Linked DNA regions of Arachis hypogaea: region 2 is linked to region 1. Evidence: chromatin contacts called from public Hi-C data. All regions are on one chromosome and are shown on one strand. The core of a region is the stretch at or near the end of the contact, and the rest is flanking DNA. Distances in the headings are between cores, read along the strand shown. Region 1 holds the start of LOC112737714 (transcription activator GLK1). Region 2 holds the start of LOC112737715 (phosphomevalonate kinase, peroxisomal).

Region 1 (6,407 bases), core at 626-3,125:
ATGATATTAGAAGACAAGTAAAATTTATTGTTTTTGTCCAGTAATTAATTAGTAATATTTAAAAATAAGGGTTAAAAATATGTTATTAGACTAATAAATTAAAAGTACTGTAATATTAGTTAAAAGCGCTAGAATCTCTTACTCAATACTATTCGTATAAATCTTTTTATCAATTAAGTCTAACTAAATTAATCTAACATCAATAGACATTATTTTTATTATTCTCAATTATCTATTTATTCAAGTTTTATTGTTTAATTTAATTGGAAACTTAGATATGTAGCATTTGGTGTAATTTTATTGCATTATTAGACATGTGTGAAAAATGTTTGCGTGTGTTGGAAGGAAGAAAAGGCAGAGTAATGAAATGAAGTTTACCGGATGGAAGTCAATGATGGGGTTTGGGTTGGCGCTGGAGAGGCCGTTAATGGGAGGATCTGCTGCTTTGTACATAACATGTGGATGTGGTGATGTTACTGGAATAATAGTGCCTGCCACACCTCCTGATCCATATTTCTGCATTTTTTTTTTTTGTTTCTTCTTTAGTTAGTTAGTTAGACTAACAAAATAATAGAAATATTTAAAGATTATCAAAATTTATTATTTTTTATTAATATTTGACTAATTTTAAATACTAAAATTAAATTCTAAATGTTAAATTTCAATAATATAAAAATAAAATATTAATAAGACCATTTCTTATGATAAGAATAAATTTGAAAAGCTTTCAAAATATAGATAACAATGGATCAAGATTTCAAATAATGTACAGTTTTAAAATGTTATAGATTTACAATTTTTTTGTTTGCTAATTTCAAATTAAACATGTCTCTTGTGTCACGAGACAATACCGAAGTGTAATAAGTTTTATGGCAAGAATTGTATACGATATATATAAATATATGTTATTGTTTTGGTAAGGGGGAATAATAATAATCTAAAGGACAAAGAGAGAAGACAACATGGGTGGTTCCAAAATAGTAAGGTAAACGAACAGTTACCCTTGTTGTCAGAGGCTGTGGAAAACACGGTGATCCTGGGGTTAGCATGTTTTGAGCCTGCATGAAAAAAAAAAAAGAATATACTTTTTTTCAGAAAAAGAAACTAAGAAAGCAACATGATGAGTTATTCTTGAGATTCAAATTTTCATTCTAACTTTAGTATAAAACAAACAAAACATTATTAATGATCGAGAACTACACATTTCCAAATTATTATATAATTTTTTACTGGAACTAAATTATTAAAGAAAGTTTAAGCTTTAGAAGTACTAGCTAGCTACAAGGTTATTAAATTAATCAAACAACGTATTAAATTAATATTTGATCATCACTCACATAAAAATATTTTTGTATAAAAATAATAATGAAAAATTTTAAATAATTAATATATTTAACTAATTTATTTAACAATACGTGTTAACATTCTAATAATATAATTTTCAGGTAAAAATATCTTCAAAAATAGCTACCTAATATCATGCATGGTTTTGAATTCTGGTTTGCATCTACAATGAAGATGCATTCCACATGTGCATTGCAATAATTTCAATAATCACATGCATATGCTTTCTACTAAATTGTTTTCATAACTTTTCACATCAAAGCACAACTATATATACATAATTCTTGTTACGCAACATGCAAGCACAATTTAAACCATGAAAACAATCAACAAATTATGAGTTGGAAGCTTAAAGGAGTTAGTTTAGAGCGTTAACTAGTTGGTGGTGAGGATGCCAGAACGGGAGAGCAACAGGTTGCACCCACGGCTGCGACTGCGAGAGTGAATGAGTGGGATTTTTAGGCCACGTGTGTATGAAAGATTGGTCCATGGAGGGATGTCCCCATACATGTAATGGTCTGAAATGGTGCACTGAAGTGATTGGAGGGAAACCCATGGTAGGTGCTAGCCATGGACTACTCACATCTCTCTTCCCTCCATACATTTGTCTCCTTTGATTCCAATTTGCTGCTTCAGCTTCACGCGCTAGTAAATGTTTCCTATGGGATCTATATTTCTGCATTAAAACAAATCATATTGTTCTTTATCACAAAATCCTACACTTTTTTTTTTTAAATTATTAAGTTACATAATCCATAAATTGAAGCAACCAGCGCGCTCGCACGTGTGTATATAATATATATATATACACACACGGCAAATACTCATGTATAGATGTTTTTACTTAGTTTATAATCGAAAACGGTTAGTTAATTCAATAGATTTAATTAAATTGTAATGTATCAATTTTTAATTATTAAGTTTAAATAAAAACAATTATACGTAACTTCCTACCAATATATATATTTTGGTGGAAGTTAGCAGTTAGCATAGACAATGGGGTGGCCATGCTTCACAATGAAAAAAATTTGAAACTAAGTTGTAAAGGTAAATAGTGATTTTCATTTAATAAAATATCTTTTATATCAAATTTAATATTAAAATAATTTAAATAGTTAATATTAAATTAAAAATAAATATTTAAACAGTATAAATAATTAATTTAATATTTTAAACTGTACATTTAAATAATTTAGAATGAAAGATTAAAAAATAATAAAATTTACTTGACATAATATTCTTTTAAACTCATTTGTAAGAGAAACATGTACCTAGTGTATACTTAATACGAGTACATTGACCAAAAAAAAAAAACGTACGGTGCAATTTGATCCTTTAAATTACATTTTGATTTAGTCTTTAAAATTTGGATGGTTTTAATTTAGTCCCTACACTTTTCAAATTTTAATCACATTAGTTTTTACAATAATTTTCGCCACAAGGTCAATTAAAAAGTTTAGGAACTAAATTAAAGTAATTAAAATAAATTTCAAGGATTAATTTGAAGTTCGAGTATAACTTTAAAAATCAAACGGAGTATTTTTTTCAAAAATGATAATTGATAGCTGATAATAGTATAGATTTACAATTTTAATAATTTAATTAAATTTATTAAATGAGCTTTTCAAATATAAATTTTCATAAGAATTTTCATAAAGAACATCTAGATTCTAACTTTGATATAATATATATACTAATATGAATAAAGATTAAAATGAAGAGTGAAATATAATTTTTTTCTTTTTTTGTTAATTATATATATATATATATCTTATATTTTTTATTTTTTAGTTTATATAAATTATTTTATACATTTACAAAAAATAATTTAATTTTCATAGAATAAATACATTTACATAAAAAAAATATATTAGGCAACTTGTTTTGTAGATTAAGATTTATATATACTTAGATACTGAAAAATCTTCTTTACTCACGTATAAACTCTATCATCAAAATTCATTTGTCATCTTTTAAAGTAATTTAACAAAATTCTATTATTATCTACTAAATCAAAGATTGGAGAGAGATATCGAGGAAAGTGAATTCATATAAAAACAAAGTGAATTCATATAAAAACAAAGTGAATAAATTTAACCCATTAAATTTTATATAAAAATGACAAAGTAATTTTTTTAGTACTAACAATTTATTATTATTACAAATAATTCTTCTCTAAATCTATTTTGTCTAAATTATCATCAATATCATCATAATATTATCAACAATATATGATTAATAGTAATCCAACTTTTTAATTCTATTAACACCAATTATGTTTTTTTCTTTTCAAAAAGAGAGTTTTAACTACTGAAGTAATACGTGTTTAATTTTTTTCAGACTAATATAAATTAAAAAAATATAAGAATAAAAAAATAAAACTAATTTTGTGGTTAAAAATTAATGTGATGTATACAATTTTTTTCCATAAAAATTGATAAAAATTTTCCTTTGAAAAATCTAAAAGTTTGAATACTAAAACTAAAAAGAGAAAAAATATCCTACCATTAAATTACGAAAATATTTTTTTTACGGAAGATTATATAGATATTAAATTGAAGGAAATAAAAAGAATATTATTATTAGTTACCTGAAGGTGGCTTGCAATGTTATGGCGAGTGAGGCAATCAATTCCCATAATCTCCAAAATCCTAGAAGGTACTGCCTTATCCACTCCAAGTTGTTCCACTGCTTGTACAAATCTCCTATGTAACTCTGGGGTCCAATCCACCTATACATTCACACACCCCAAGAGATAACACAACATCAACAATAATATTCCTTCTCCACCAAATACTTTTTCAAATCAAATTTTTAGGTCAATGATTTATTTTTATAAAACTCCTTTCTCTTTCTTTTCTCTATGCAACTTATAGAACCCGTGAGCTTTTTTCAACTTTGTGAATAACATAATTGAGATAGAGAGATAGACTCAGAAGAACATTATGGATATATAAACTTGCTTTGACATATTAACATGCATATAAACTTCAATGAAAATTTAAACTTCCTAATTAATGAAGTAAAAAAACACTACTAGTAAATTTAATAAATATTAAATAAAAAATCATTATTGTGAAAAAATAGAATTTAGAAAATAAACTAAGAATAATTTTTATTAGCAACTCTCATTATATTGGTAAAGTAATTTATAAATATAAATAATGGCATCTATGTTCTCTATAAGAATCATTTTCTTAGTTTTTGTAAGAAGATTAAATTTAAGTTTTGGTATTTTTAAGATAATAAATTTAGTTGGCATTTTACTTTGTTTAGAAAAACAAGTGATAATTAATTTGAAAATAAAGCAAGGAAGTAGGTAGGTTGTACCTTGACTTTTTTAATCTTGGCTTGAGGATTATTACTCTTGGATTTAGACGATGGTTTTCTTCCTTTTCCAGCATACTTTGTAGGAGGATTCACAACCATAGACTCCTCATTCTTGTTGGAAGCAAGTTTATTGTGAATTGAAGATTGGTCTGCCTTAGGGTTGTCGAAAAATTGGGCAAAGACATCAGCCTCCATCTCCAAATCTGGCAACACATCACTTTCCATGTTGATGCCGACGAAGAGGTCATCAAAATTGATGCTCTCCAACAAGCTTCCTTCGGACAGTTCGCCAAATTCATCGTCTTTTGATGACACCCCAATCGACTTGAAGCTCTCCATTCTTTCATCTCTTCTTGTACTCCCCACAGGAGGTGATGACACACCAAGCATTAATCAAAGATTTATTTTTCTATATACATAATACTGAATTCACAAAAATAAATATATGAAAATCTCATAAAAAATTAATTGCTTCATACCACGTGTCTTATGGTGCATGAAAATTTGATAATATAATCGGGAATCTAGAGAGTACTTAGATGTGAGTTTGGTTTTTACCCCAAAATGGTTACTTTGTTTATGGCATGTGAATATGAAGAGTTGATGTTCTCTTCAAATAATATGGGGCATTTTATGTTGCCTTCTGATGAAGTAGTGGCGAGAGAGTGTGTCTGAGAGAGAGAACCAAATTGTTTCTCAGCCACAACTTTAAATTGGTAGAATATTTTTCATTTTTCTTGGAAAATAGACATTTTGTTTTCATGTATTTCCTTTTGGGAGTATGTGCTACTTGCAAGTTACAATGTTAGTCTTGAGTCTATTTAATTTCATTTCAGTATTAGTGGATGACCCTTTTTTTCTAATTTGAATAGTCATGGTTTTGTTTTTCAAATGTATCAATTTTTTTTTGGAAAAGTCATGATTGTGATCAGAAATGCTCGTGACCTTTTTGTAATTATTATAGTATAAATTTGTAATGGATATGCCCAAGAGAGAGGAAGAGAATTAGCAGCGATCCAGTCATGAGCGAAAGGGGATACATTGCATCATGCCATTATGTATGTATTCATGCTGATGTTGGTCAGAGTGCAAAATTGACCTATATGGATTTTCCCCCATTGATAATAATTTACTAACTTCTATTTTTCATCATAATCATAATCACATAAGAGTGAAGCAAAAATGGGAGATATGGATATATACTCTCTCCATTCAAAAGAAAATCAAATAACGAATAAACCATACAAAATGACAAAGTAAGAATGTGGTCTCTAATCATCATCATTATTAAATTAAGATAATAGTTTTATACATAATTTAATTATAAAATCAACGATGCCTAAATTCTCAAAATCTTTTTTATTTGACCAATTTTCTTATGTTTTCAAAAAATTAGACAAAAAATTTTTTTTTGAAAAATCAAAATAACAAAAATGGCTATAAAAAATTTAAAAATATAGCAAAAAATATTGGATATATGTTTAAAAAAGAATTACAAAAATTGGATTTTTTATGATTTTTTGATGATTTTTTAAACAGGATTAAAAAAACAATTTTATTTTTAAATTTTTGTAATTTGACGAAAAAAATTTTTTTTTTACAATTTGTTTTTGGTGAATAGTCCAAATTTAAAAAAAATAAGGGAAAAAAAAACTAAAAATCGAATGTGCACGTTCTATATAATTATCTAAATATTCTCATTAAAATTAAGATAACATACAAAAGTTATTTGT
Region 2 (7,060 bases), core at 1,730-4,229, 89 kb after region 1:
GAAAATGTTAAACCTGCACCAAGATTTTCATTCAGTTCATCTCACGGGCAACAACAAAACAAGAGAATTTAAATTTCGGGGCAAAGGCAAATCAAACACTTCTACAACAGTAATAAATAAATAAATCACATACGCTAATAAGGATTTCCACTTTTTAGAATATATTCTTCCACTTTTAAACGACTATAAAGCATGGCTAGCAGCCTAGCAACAGTGCAACACAATCCATACTACATAGAGCCAAATAATACGAACATTTATTTTCTTCTTTTACAATTGCTGCATCTACTTTCACACCTTGGTGGCCTTGACCCTATCACTCTTACCTTATTCTTCACAACAACATTCTTATATTAACACTTAATTAACATGATGCCATTAATTATTAAAACATTAATTAGCTAATAAGTTTGATTATTTTAATTTGTACCTGGGAAACTTCAATTACATTGGACATTGCTCTTCCTGCATGCACATATTATATTAATTAACTAACTTAGAAGCTAATTAAGCTAATAAGTTATTACTAACCTTGAGCCATGAATAAGGAAGTAGAAGAAGCTGCAAAGAGAATGAAGATGCTGATGAAGGTGGTTTGTCTATATTTGTGCCAACATGAGGATCCATTCATTCCCATCTTCTAAGGAAGGGGCACAATTCAATTGAAAGAGACTGCTGCACACAACAACAAACCAATATATATATATATATTCTCACTACTACCTTCTTCTATTATTGCCACTCCCACTAACCTTATTATGATGATAAATGAATAGTATGGTAAATGAATGGTACTCACCCTAGAATAGTAGAGAGAGAGAGAGAGGAGGATATATGTGCATGTGGCAGTATAGAAGGGTGAAATTCTGAAAAGGTGTCCTAAGATGGGTCACCTTATTTAATGCGTGTACCCTATGTAATGGTAAGGTCATGTAAGCCCTCATCTATTGATTCTCAGAGAAATTATTTTTTCACAAAACAAGAAAACAAAATTCTCTACTTTTAATTTACTTTATATGGATAATTTAATTTAAATATATATGTATTTAGATCATTATTCTTAAGTAGTAATTTATTAATTAATACTAAATTTGTTATTCTTAAGAAAACCAATAGCAGCCGTGCTCTGCAGTTATTCAAATCTCCATAGTAAAAGCAATTGCTTGAATAGAACTTTAAGATAAATCAAGAAAACAGCTCAAATTAGCAGACTATTGAAAAAATCGAACTAAATTTTTGGTACTCCAGTTTGCAAATAGTAATAATGATATTACACAAGAGAGGGAGAGTCCCAGGAAAACAAAAAGGCTGTGTGTAGCTATGTACCTTTGACAAAAATCTTGGAAGAAATTGCTCGGAGGAAAAGAAGTTGAGAAAGAGAGCTGTGCTGTTGACACCATATTTGCCGCAAACCCTCCATGCTTCAGCTTCATCATTGGGCAAGAATATTCGTCATGGTTATGAAACAAGCCACATATCTTACAAGATTTTCCAACACCAAAAAATATAATAAAAAACAGCAAATGACAAGCAAAAATATGCTGCTACACTTTTCCCCATAAAGGGCTAAAGTGAACTTAAAGCATGTATAACAGTTGATACATCGAAGTGAATCTGAAGATTGTACCAATCCATAAAATTTTAATTGCAAAACCATCATCAGAAGCATATATATAAGAGGCCTAAAACATGAAACTTGAAGCAACTAATAAAACTTAATCATGAGTTGCATTTCTAAACTAAATGAAAAAGAATGAAAATATTCTTCACACAGTTCACGAGCTCTATGTAACAGGTAGATTGAGCATAATTATACCCCTGATCTTCTAAACTTCCAAACTTCACTTGAGTTCCTCCAATAACAAAACCTTTCTAAATATGCCGAAAACTGATACTTTCTACTTACCTCAGGACAACTGCAGTTGTATATCTAAATTAAAAAGAGAGGTTAGTGGCAGACATATATATCAGCAAAAGGAAAACTAATCTGAAATTAATACAAGTCAAACAACCAAATAAACAGAAACACCGTCATTAAGAAGTAACCATAAGCTTTCAAGCTATAGAACAAACACACAAATTGAACAGTACAAAGTACCCTTTTCATGTAAGGAGAATTTGCACATCACTGAATATGAAGATAAGTAATTTATAGAAAAACTAAAGGGATAAAACAAAACACATTATTGTAATGTAATGTATCGTAGAACAAAGGGATAAAAATGAAGGTAAAAGACATCACAGTCATTGTATCAAACATGTGGTGATCATTACCCCAAGTGGTGCCAATACAGAAGGCCTTCTCCTTCTGCACTTCCAAACACTCCTGCCAAATAAATAAATAAACAGGGAGTTTAAAAACGAATTAGAATTAGTATTCATAATTTCATCTGAATCAGAAGTGAAAGCGTGAAGAAGCTGAGATGTTCACCTTGTCGAGATCCTCACGAGAACGAGAGGTTCTCGTAGTTCTTGTACTGCTTCAGTCGAGTCTCGCGGTACTTCTGTAGCTGTGGTTAAGCTTCACCCATGGAATCCATTATATATCCTTCCCATGGAGCTTCAGCACAGCCACACGCAGGAGGAGACAGAGACCGGCGACGCAGGAGGAAAAACATAGCGTTACGGGTTTCAGCCATGGAGGAAGGAGCGACGTTTGAAGGCTTACGAGAGAGTGAGCACGACAGAGGCTTTGAGACGGAGGGAGCGTCGATGGAGGGAGCGGCGAAGCAGGGGTTGGAAGCGCGACAAAGTTCTGGAATTAGGGTTGGAGGCGCGACGAAGCTCTGGGGTTAGGGTTGGATGCGGCGGCGGAGGGAGCCCGTGCGACGCAAGGTACGACGGAGAGAGATCTGTGACGTCAGCGGCGGACGAAGCTGGTGTGATGGAGAGAATAAGCAACTCGGTGACGGAGAGAGGAACAAGCTCGTTTGATATGGGTAGAGTGTAAATGGATCGAGTGGATAGAAATAAGATTAGGGTTATCTCAATATTTATCCACGGAAAATTTAAATTACAGACGGATTTTCCGTCTGTAACCATTTTTCACGGAAAAAAAATTAATTTTTTTGATGGAATTATCGACGAATTTTTTTTTTTGTCTGTAATTTATGTTAATTCATTTTTTTGGTTTTCTAACAAAAAATCTTTCTAAAATTCTTTCTGTATTTCTGTGGGATAAAATTTATCAAAAATATCTGTCTGTAATAACTAGTTTTCTAGTAGTGTAAGGTTTCTTTTACAAAGGTCAACTTCTTGGTCTTTTAACCAGCTAAAAGTCTCTTTTACCTTTTTTTATTCAAACCATAAAATTAGGAATTTGAAATTTGAATATTGGCTTGATCGAAGAAGGAAGAGCAGCACAAACTTACTTGCTTACTGATGATCCCAAATTTAAACTTTTAGATTTGTGCTTTGGCTCCAAATAACAACATCAATCATTGATTTATAGCAAAAAAATTTTGTCACCACTTTCATTAATTTTTTTCAAAATAATGGTGTATAAAAAGGAAAAAATATGAAGTAATTGACTTTCATATTAAAAAAAATTAATTACCTTTAACTTCTCTAAATTCTGCTGAATTTGCTTTTAATGCACTTGATTTAACATTAACTTTTTTTATTAGTTTTTTCTTTCTTCTACTTTGATATTTGAATTAAAAAGTGAGCTCTTTCATGTCTGACCAATACCCGAAATGAACAAACGTTGGGACTTAACTCAACTAAGGGTTGTTTTACTTTTGCTTGGGCTGAGTTGGTATAAATCATTTTTCATTCAGTAGCCTTGAATGCATTTGGTTTCATATGTTTGGACTGCAAAAATAATTTGAACCTAAACACTAAATCAACAATATTAAACCCACTTAAGGTTTTAAGTTATTAACCCAAATTAATATATTTGTCATCATTAATTTGTTATTTATTTTTCTAAACTCAACATAAACCTATACTTTAAGTTCTACAAAATAAAAAATTTTTAAAAATTAATAATATCAACTATTTAAAAAATTAGTTTTCAATATTTTTATTAAAAAATAAATTTTAGAATAATCTATAACTTATGTCTAATTTTTTATTTAACTTATTTTTTATTATAAATTTTAAATATTTAATAATTTTTTATTTTTATATTTTTAAAATTAAATATTAATTTTTAACTTTTTTTAATAAGTTAAACAAATACTCTTAGACACTATAGCAATCTATACAGGCACGGATTGAGTAACAAGCATGAGGGGCACTTACTTCTATACAGGCACGGATCGAGTAACAAGCATGAGGGGCACTTACTCCATTGTGTTTTTTATTTTTTTTAAAAAAAATAGTTATATATAATGTGTTTCTATTTTAAATTTTAAATGACTCTATTACAAATAAATTAAATTCAATGGTCAAAGTTTTAAGTTCACTTTTTTTTCTATTATTTTGACTATTATTTAACCTAATTAAATTTAGTTTTTGTGTCATCACTTTTTTATTCTCTTTAATATTTTTCTTATCTTTATATTTTCAACCTTCTTTTTTTATTCCTTATCTAGTGATCATCTTTTTTTATCAAAAGATAAATTTTAAATTCTTTATGTTTTTTTATATAGCTCTCTATGACTTTATGTATCTTCCAATTTCATTGTTTCTCTTTTTAAAATTTTCAATTACAAATTTTAATTCAAATAGTTATAGTTTTTAGGTATTAATCTAATGTTTTATTTTCTTCATGACTTTATATATTTTATTTTATTTTCAATTTATTCATCCTTATTATTTGTTTTATATCTTTTGTTCTATTATATGTACCTATATTACATATAAAATTTTAAAATGAATTGATTAATTTACTAATTTAAAATATATTTTTTATTTTTAAAAATAATAATAAAAAATATTTCAATATTACAATACATAATTAAACATGCATAAAATCTTTTATCTAATATTATATCAAAATTAAATTAAAAATATATAACAAATTTGATTATTTTAAAAGGAAATTAAAAAAATTATAAATTATATTTCTACTATTTTATATAAACATACTATACAAATTTAATTTTTCTAGTGTTTATATATAATTTTAGTTTCAAATTATAAATACTAGTGTATCATTAATCGCTAATATGCTAATTAATTCAGATTTTTATTATTAAATATGTATAAAAAATTAGTTAGATAACAAATTTTCTATAATTTAATAAAAATATTTTAAATTTAAATTTTTAAAATAAAAAATATATTTTTTATAAATTATATATAATAAATAATATTTTAAAAATAAAAATATTCACTAACTTTTTAAATTTTTATATCTCTATATAATTAATAATATTCAACAAATTTTATTTTAATGTATATATTTTTAACTCCACCTTTAAAATTTTTTGTCACTGATTAGTGATTCCATAAGCATTAAGCATACGTATAAGGCTAGAAGTGTACGTGCGTTTCTGGAAATTTCCACGGAGATCGAGATACACTTCACTGACACCTACGAACTATAAACAGTTAAAACGAAAGTGTTCATTCATACACACTTATTTCCTTGCCAATACCATTATATCATTTGTTCAATCAACTGACACAACAGAAAAAACAGCAAAAGTGAAGAGAAAGAGAGAGATGGGTGTGGATTATTACAAGATCTTGCAGGTTGATAAGAATGCAAAGGATGAAGACTTGAAGAAGGCTTATAGGAAACTTGCCATGAAGTGGCACCCTGATAAGAACCCCAACAACAAAAAAGATGCTGAAGCTAAGTTCAAGCAGATTTCTGAAGCCTACGAGGTATCTTTCTTCTTATGGCAATTGCAAACTTTTAACCTTTTTTAATCGGAATTTGTAGTGAAAAACTGAACTGAGTAGAACTTTGAACCCGGATCATGCTTACTTTTTTGTATGTGATCCTTACAGTTGATACTGCTGATATTCTTTCTTTTATCCTGAGATGATGGTTGAATGGTGAATATGAAAGATTTATCTATCTGGATTGTGGTTTTATCTTCTTAATACTCTTATAACTTTATTTATTTTTCCTCTTCCAGAAACCAGGATCAAAACAGGGCAATCTGAAAGATGCTTATTATGTTTTGGATTTTCTTGTAATTCTATGTGATGCTAAATAGCTGATGGTTTGTCCTATCTGAAAGGGTAGAGCAAATTTTGTAGCTTTTACCAAATTGTAGTAGAAAAGGAGTTGGATTCAATAAACAGTTTGATGATAGTAATGCTTACTTTGTTCCCATTATGAATATCATAGGTTCTTAGTGATCCTCAGAAGAGAGCTATCTATGACCAGTATGGGGAGGAGGGGCTTAAGGGACAGGTACCCCCTCCTGATGCCGGTGGACCTGGTGCAGGTGCTGGAACTACTTTCTTTTCGACCGGAGATTTCCCAGGAGGATCATTTCGGTTCAATCCCCGGAGTGCAGACGACATTTTTGCAGAATTCTTTGGGTTTTCAAGCCCGTTTGGTGGCTCCGGTGGGAGAGGAAGTGGCATGAGGTCGAGAGGATTTTCTAGTGGAATGTTTGGAGATGATATGTTTGGATCCTTTGGCGAAGGAGGAGGGGTGCATGTGAGCCATGGGGCGCCTCGCAAGGCGGCTACCATTGAGAACAAGTTGCCCTGTACCCTGGAGGAGATATACAGAGGGACCACCAAGAAGATGAAGATTTCTAGAGAAATTGTGGATGCTAGTGGGTGAGTAATAACATTTTCTATATGGTAGTAAATTAGAGCATGCATGCAATCATTGAAGAAGAAATTAACTGCATTTTTGCATGTGTGCAGGAAAACCATGCCGGTAGAGGAGATATTGACCATCAACGTGAAGCCTGGTTGGAAGAAGGGCACGAAGATCACCTTCCCGGAGAAGGGAAACGAACAGGTGAACGTGACGCCAGCAGACCTCGTCTTCGTCATCGAAGAAAAGCCGCACGGCGTCTTCACTCGTGACGGAAACGATCTCATCGTGACGCACAAGATCACCCTCGTGGAAGCCTTGACCGGTTACACAGTGCGCCTCACCACACTGGATGGCAGAACCTTAAACATACCAATCAACACC

The links. A called contact is a pair of places that touch in the nucleus more often than the background predicts.
Region 2: a Hi-C map of leaf shows a contact between it and region 1, with 2.6 times the contacts expected there. The contact joins the promoter of LOC112737715 here to the enhancer-like site in region 1. A contact is called at or near these places in 3 of 8 Hi-C or Micro-C datasets (leaf and an unstated tissue).

The regions. Positions count from the first base shown.
Region 1 is chr13:23,388,531-23,394,937 of arahy.Tifrunner.gnm2.J5K5, forward strand. It overlaps LOC112737714 (transcription activator GLK1), which reads right to left and starts at 5,524. Exons shown (of 6, transcript XM_025787757.3): 1 at 4,675-5,524; 2 at 3,935-4,075; 3 at 1,721-2,020; 4 at 1,002-1,058; 5 at 379-516. The coding sequence starts at 5,064. Within about 2 kb of position 1,876, at least 1 of the 3 cell types and tissues checked has open chromatin away from gene starts, as enhancers often do.
Region 2 is chr13:23,476,661-23,483,720 of arahy.Tifrunner.gnm2.J5K5, forward strand. It overlaps LOC112737715 (phosphomevalonate kinase, peroxisomal), which reads right to left and starts at 2,980. Exons shown (of 9, transcript XM_072211485.1): 1 at 2,432-2,980; 2 at 2,275-2,326; 3 at 1,327-1,427; 4 at 532-675; 5 at 1-13. LOC112737716 reads left to right here and starts at 5,390. Exons shown (of 3, transcript XM_025787764.3): 1 at 5,390-5,778; 2 at 6,251-6,693; 3 at 6,784-7,060. The coding sequence starts at 5,614.